Regions from separate parts of the Mus musculus genome. Here region 2 is linked to region 1. The links are chromatin contacts, called in public HiChIP or PLAC-seq maps. All regions are on one chromosome and are shown on one strand. The core of a region is the stretch at or near the end of the contact, and the rest is flanking DNA. Distances in the headings are between cores, read along the strand shown.

Region 1 (3,185 bases), core at 225-2,724:
ACATGCACACACACACACACACATACATACACACATCAACACACACATGCATACACACACACATATATACATACATACACACATCAACACACACACACACACGTTTTTTATTCTCCTGATATAACTGTCATCCTGGAGGCTTACTGCCTTTTGTTTCTTAACCTAGGCCTAGTCCCCAAAGCTTCTAGCCTCCGGACAACCTAATCTAAACCTAGAATGTTCTCAACCTCTGAGACTTACTGCTGAGTAAGCTCACCCTTTTTAGTTCTTTCTGAGCTCTGCTGGCTGGTTCAACTTAGCTGTCCTGGCTCAAAACTGCTTTCCGAGCTGAAAGGAAAACGCCGAAGAATCTCCACTATTGACAAGATTGTTTATTCAATAGGTCAACGGGTGAATAGCACTGATAAAGGGTGGACAGCCACCAGAAACCACAGTGGCTGGCTGGCTAGTCAAATAAGTGGCTGATCCACTTATAACTGCTTTCAGCTTACAAAAACACTTAGTCTGATTTCTAGGGAAGCAACTAAAAGATAAATAGAAAAGTCTCTTGAGAAACAAACCTCGAGGTATGAACCCAAGTGATACTATGCAGTCCACGCAAACGTAGGTAATCAGAAACACCAAGATCGCTTAGGCAGGCACCATGGGAACCAAAACAAATGGGGGAGGGGGCAAAGACTCCCACTGACGTCACACAAGAGGCTGCGTGTTAAACCCGCTACTCCAAACAGAATAAAAGGAAGCACAGGCGGGTAAAAGTCCCCGCACCAATGACAGGCCCTGCAACACTCACTGCAGAACTTAAGTTTGTTCCAGCGTTGTTCCATAGTGAAAAGCGTGCTTGGCCCACACTAGGCTCTCAACATTACAGGTGTGCAATGTAATGAATGACTTAAGGATGGAGAGCATCGGCTTTTGGAAAGGTAGATGTGCATTGCTTTCTTTGCTCCCATCACCTCCTGGAGTTTTTTTTCCCCCCAACTGGAATAGACATTAATAAATCAAAGCAGGTGGAGTCCTGGCACTCAGCTGAACTGCAAATTCTTTTGCACAAGTCGTAGAGCCTTCTCCTGCCTGCCTCTCACCGTGACCAGGGACCAGATTCTGGGACAACTGCAATCTACGGTTTCCGGAGCTACTTGCTCCTCCTGAGGTCCCAACCCAGGGATGCAGCGCACGGCCAGAGTCAGAATCCCCGGGCCAGCATTCCTCCTCCACGCTTCCCACTTCAGTCTCCCGCAGACCCGCCCCCTCGTCGGTCTCCACAGCCCGCGGCCTCACCCGTCGTGAGTGGCTGGCGATGGCTTGCGGTGCCATATCTTGCCGCTCTCCTTGTTGCCCAGGTCAGTGCTCTGCATGTCGAACCCCGACCCCTACCCCGACTCCGATCCGCGGCTGACCCGGTGAGGGTAACCGTCCCGAGAGCTACCCAGCAGTCCCCGCGCGCCCAACCCGGGAAATTCGAGCGGCCGCCGCGGGGTCTCCGCCCCCAAGGACTGTGCCAATCACGCGGGGGACGCCCCTTCTAGTTACAACCAATCAGGACGGGGATCCGCCCACCTCCGCTCTTGTGGTCCCTCCACTCTGGACAATGGAAACAACCAACGGCTTCTCTCTAGACTCCACCCCTTTTCTGAGGCTTCTAATTCTGCGACCCAAAGGCTTCAGGGAGTTGTAGTTTTCTGAAAACCAAGTCTGGGACTTCAATTCTCTGACACCTATAGGCTCAAACAGACACCAAAAGTGTTTTTCTCCTGAGAGCTTGCTGCCTCCTGCATTTCGTTCTCTATTGCGTTTAGAATAAGAGATTTATAGAAATAACAAAGATGCAAAAGACAAGTTCGTTGAGAAATGGAGGAGTTCCTTTCCTAGAACTTACAGGCACGGCAGAACTCCACAGACCTAAATGAATTCCGCTTTGTTTGGTTTGTTTTTGTTTATTTTTTGCCATACTCATCACGCTTTAATTGCGTAAATTTACAAGATGCTCCCACATTATGGTTTGCAACCCACTCCTCATAATCTAGAAAAGTAAAAAAACGTCAAGAACCAGCTGCACTGGCATCGGAAATCTTTTTCACTTAGCAAAATTCACTCAGTGTTTCTTTAGTGCTTACTACGTGTGGCTGTCCCGCGTGCTTAACAGGCCAACGCACTTAATTCACAGAGAAGCAATTTAGATAATACTTTTAACTCCACTTCAGTGATGTATGAAGTTGCAAGTCGATTTCTAATGAAATCGGTCCACGTTTGGCGTATAAAACAGAAATAATGCCAGGTAGTAGTGGCACACGTCTTCAATCCCAGTACTTGGGAGGCAGAAGCAGGCAGATCTTATGAGGTCAGGCTAGCCTGGTCTACAGAACTAGTTCCAGGATTGCCAGAGTTACACAAAGAAACCCTGTTTCGAAAAACCAAAAACCAAATGAAAAGACCAGAAATGTATTCTCTCAACATTCCGTGTCAACAGAGTCTGGCAACAAAGATTTTCTTCTTTGTCTGGGATAGCCACCTTTTGTTTGTTGCAAATATCTCTTTACTTTTCTCATATATGAAAATAAATGAAAAATCTTAAAGTAAAAATTAAATGAGGTTTTCAAAAGAGAGTGTAAATATTTTTAAGGGAACACGACTTGAGTTCACCACACTGCTAGGAAAGGACCTTTCTCTCCTGATCGGTTTTGAGCTGTAGTCATCTGATGTGTGTATGACTCCTGAGACTTAAGGTGTGTATCCAGACATAGTCAGGCTCTGCCAAAGACTTATCCGATGTGTATGTATGTCTTTCCTTCTTGTTGTTAATGAGGCATGTAATGGTACTTGGTTTATTTATTTATTTATTTGTAATGACACTTGTAACATAGCCTCTGCCCTTTGTCAGCTTCAGTAAGCTTCTTACAACTGCTCCCTCATTAACATAGATCAGCCGCACTTCTGACCCACACCTGCTTCTGTCTCCTGTTCCCTTTGGGGCACTCATGCAAGGCTATTTGAGTCGGTATCTCACAAGGTTCTCTCTAAGTCTCAGAGCTTGACTTGCCATTTACTATGGACAGTTACAGTTGGATTTAGGGTTCACAAGAATAGTCCAGAATGATATTCTTAGATGAAACTCAACTTAAAAAAAAAGATTTATTTATTATTATATGTAAGTACACTGTAGCTGTCTTTTAGACACACCAGAA
Region 2 (3,185 bases), core at 513-3,012, 45 kb before region 1:
ATCATTTACATTTAAGACTTATTACTGTTAGTTATGTGTATAGGTGTTTTGCTTGCATGTATTCATGTACACCACATGTGTACACACAGAGCCTGCAGAGGCAGAAGAGGGCACTAGATTACCCGTCCTTCCACTCGGGAGGGAGCTGGAGGTGCGGATGGTTTGTAGGTGCTGTGTATGTGCTGGGAACTGAATCTGTGTCCTCGGGAAGACCAGTCAGGCCTCTTAACCACTCAGCTGTCTCTCCAGCCCAAACATTTATGTTTAAATAAGGTATGGTTCAATGGCAGCTACCACACAGGCTGACTATGAAGATCTACAGCCATCCAGAAAGAGAATTGCAAAATACTCTTTAGTAACAAAATGTTTTTCTCAAATAAAAACTTGCATTAACAGCTCCTTTCAATGATAAAATATATACCTTAACTCTACGTTTGCTGACTTAACTCTAGATAATTCTAGGTTAAAGCAGTTCCCATTTCTTGCTTTGTGCTCCTTCAAACCCAAAGGTTCAGGGAATCTTCCTATGTGAGCACTCAGCACTTCCTATGTGAGCACTCAGCACTCAGCACTTCCTATATGAGCACTCAGCACTCAGCACTTCAGGTTTGGGAGGGTTCTGGAGTCTGATACTGAGCAGGTGGAAAGGGGTGTTTTCAATCACTGTCACACAAACACAGGGGAGCTCAGCAAACAGCAAGAGTGAGATCTTGAGGCAAAACTTGGGCTCAATCTGGTACCGTGGAAATGTGGCCACACTGTTGGGGAACCAGGAGTCGAAGCATTACACATATGCATTCTGCCATTTGCTAAGTTACACGATATTCTGCATAAAGGATAAAGAGAATGAATACTAGAAACCACAAGGGGGTCCAGCCTTGTCCACAGGTCAGCTGAAGGGCAGCGCTTTCCTCCCTTCAGAGAGAGCTGCTTTCTACCTTCTCATAAAGTCGCTTTTGTGCTTCGAGTTCCAGCTGCCTTATTTCCAGGTCCTTGGCTGTGGCAGCGATTTCTTGATCTCTCATTTGTACCTATGGATGAAGCACAGACTGTCAGGACCTCACAGCATAATCTTTAATAGGTGCAGTGATCTTGTAACCCGACACCCACAGAGCACTACCAACACAACAAGTAGAACTGGGTTGGAAACTGACTAACTGGCAGCACGGCAGTGCTCTCTTGGAATCCAGGGCTAAGATGGGTTAAGCTTATGTTTTTTAAACAGCAGGCCCAACCGCCATATGCCCATGGAGACAGACTGATGAGCAGGTGGCAGCTTGTCCCCGTTACGGTAACCAGCTCCCAGCTCCAGAAAACCAGGCGACTGGAAGTTGGGCTGCAGACAAACAATGTTTATTCTTATTAAAGTAACATGTTCAATTAAAAATGAAGCTCTGAACTTCTTCTACATTGAAGTTTCCTGTGAGCTGATTGTTAGTCTACTCTCTGTGTGGAGTGTTTACCGGGAGCTTGCTGTCCCCACAGCTCTAAGGCGGGCTGGGTGAGGCACTCCCCACAGAATCTTCCTAAGCCTCTGGCTGCCTACAGACCCAGGTGTTTCAGGGGTGGGAATCAAGTAAATGGTGTGGATTTGGAAAACAAAACTACGATCAATTACCTATCCTCATTGATTCTTCTGGCAAGCACTGAAGGACTGAGTCACTGCTTAGTCACTACCGAGCATTTCCACTGTTGACAGCGCACTAGGAACTACTTGTAAGGGAAGAGGCGTAAAATGAGGGCACAGTGGGACGCAGACTCACATTCAAGGGGTAAGATAAATGGTCTGTAACCGACTATGCGGAAGGTATGGGGAAACGCTAGCTAAGGTGAGGTCTGAGTGTGCAGCCAGAGTCCTGGGGACACAGAGGGGAAGGCTGCAGCCAGAGTCCTGGGGACACAGAGGGGAAGGCTGCAGCCAGAGTCCTGGGGGCACAGAGGGGAAGGCTACAGCCAGAGTCCTGGGGACACAGAGGGGAAGGCTGCAGCCAGAGTCCTGGGGACACAGAGGGGAAGGCTGCAGCCAGAGTCCTGGGGACACAGAGGGGAAGGCTGCAGCCAGAGTCCTGGGGACACAGAGGGGAAGGCTACAGCCAGAGTCCTGGGGACACAGAGGGAAGGCAAAGCTGGGCACACCACCCCACTCTGTTGGGGATCCAGGCACAGAGCTAACTTGATTATGAATTTTCAGAGATAAGCAGCTATAAAAAAAGATCACATGAGTTTGTGAGCAATGTCCACAGTCACGTGCACATGTCCCTGCTGGAGTTGGGGCAGTCTGGGCTATGCAGGGGCCTCTCCATGCTACTGAGAAGAATCAGGATGCCTTACTGTATGTCAAGAGGATCTGGGATAATGACACCTGAGTTCTGAACGTGGATCACTTTTGGGAAAGAACACACACTTTTTGTTAAGAATACAAGGCTATTAACTTGATTCACTAGTGAGGTAATTTAAAAGAATTGTAGCTTATAAAAGCCAATTAAAATTAATTAGCCTTAAACAAAGCAAGAAGTATTAAATTAAATCCTTTACAAGAGTTAAAATTTAGTATTTTATCAAAACTAGATTTTAAGCTTTCAAAATTAATGCATAAATTTAATATACTAATGAGAATTTCAATTGGATGAGAGAGAAGATTCAGAAAAATAAAATTCTCTGTTGGGAATATAAATATTTGAGAATACTGAGTTAAAGAAAGAGGAAGAACAATGAGTGGCGATGAGGTGAGAAGCTCCCAGCTACTGGACTCATTGCGGACAAACAAAGCAAGGGAGAAGATGGGCTATACAGACCTGTCCATGTAGCAGTAACCCTCAGTCAGCAAGGGACTTCGCCAATACTCAACAAATGGTGTCGGGACAACAGCCTGCCTTCTAGACAGAGGTAAGCGTGGTCCCTAACTCAACCTTACAGTCCGTTTCCAGACAGGCTCTGGGCTGGAAACCTTTTCTACTGAGCACCAGATAGCAAACACTGTAGGCCTGGAGGGTCACAACCACCTGCCTTCTAAATAATTCTAAAATCAAGATATGACACTATGGACATTTCTAATAGGCAATAGGTAAAGACCAGCTGAAAATATTTACAACACACAAGGATTATTACCTCAACCACAGACTGCATGGCAGCCACCAGATATGCGTGACTATTGAGTAAAAAACAAATTGTAAGCTGGGCGGTGA

Evidence for each region. HiChIP or PLAC-seq counts read pairs in DNA pulled down with a chosen protein or histone mark.
Region 2: a contact with region 1 is called in an H3K4me3 HiChIP or PLAC-seq map of intestinal crypt epithelium, with 8 read pairs. The contact joins the enhancer-like site here to the promoter of Tbc1d31 in region 1. A contact is called at or near these places in 17 of 484 Hi-C or Micro-C datasets (the 3T3-L1 cell line, CD8 T cells, the G1E-ER4 cell line and 11 more), 11 of 115 datasets of contacts at active chromatin or transcription factors (the HPC-7 cell line, the SCID.adh cell line, double positive thymocytes and 6 more) and 4 of 9 other capture datasets (adipose tissue, embryonic stem cells, liver and 1 more).

What each region holds. Positions count from the first base shown.
Region 1 is chr15:57,910,488-57,913,672 of GRCm38.p6, reverse strand. It overlaps Tbc1d31 (TBC1 domain family, member 31), which reads right to left and starts at 1,474. Exons shown (of 21, transcript NM_001081396.2): 1 at 1,282-1,474. The coding sequence starts at 1,358.
Region 2 is chr15:57,956,183-57,959,367 of GRCm38.p6, reverse strand. It overlaps Tbc1d31 (TBC1 domain family, member 31), which reads right to left. Exons shown (of 21, transcript NM_001081396.2): 17 at 939-1,031. Among named protein-coding and RNA genes, the nearest start is that of n-TMcat16, 18 kb to the left of the region's middle. Within about 2 kb of position 1,762, at least 24 of the 459 cell types and tissues checked have an H3K27ac peak or open chromatin away from gene starts, as enhancers often do. A contact at or near this core is called in intestinal crypt epithelium, intestinal villus epithelium, pancreatic cancer cells and 1 more, where this site is marked.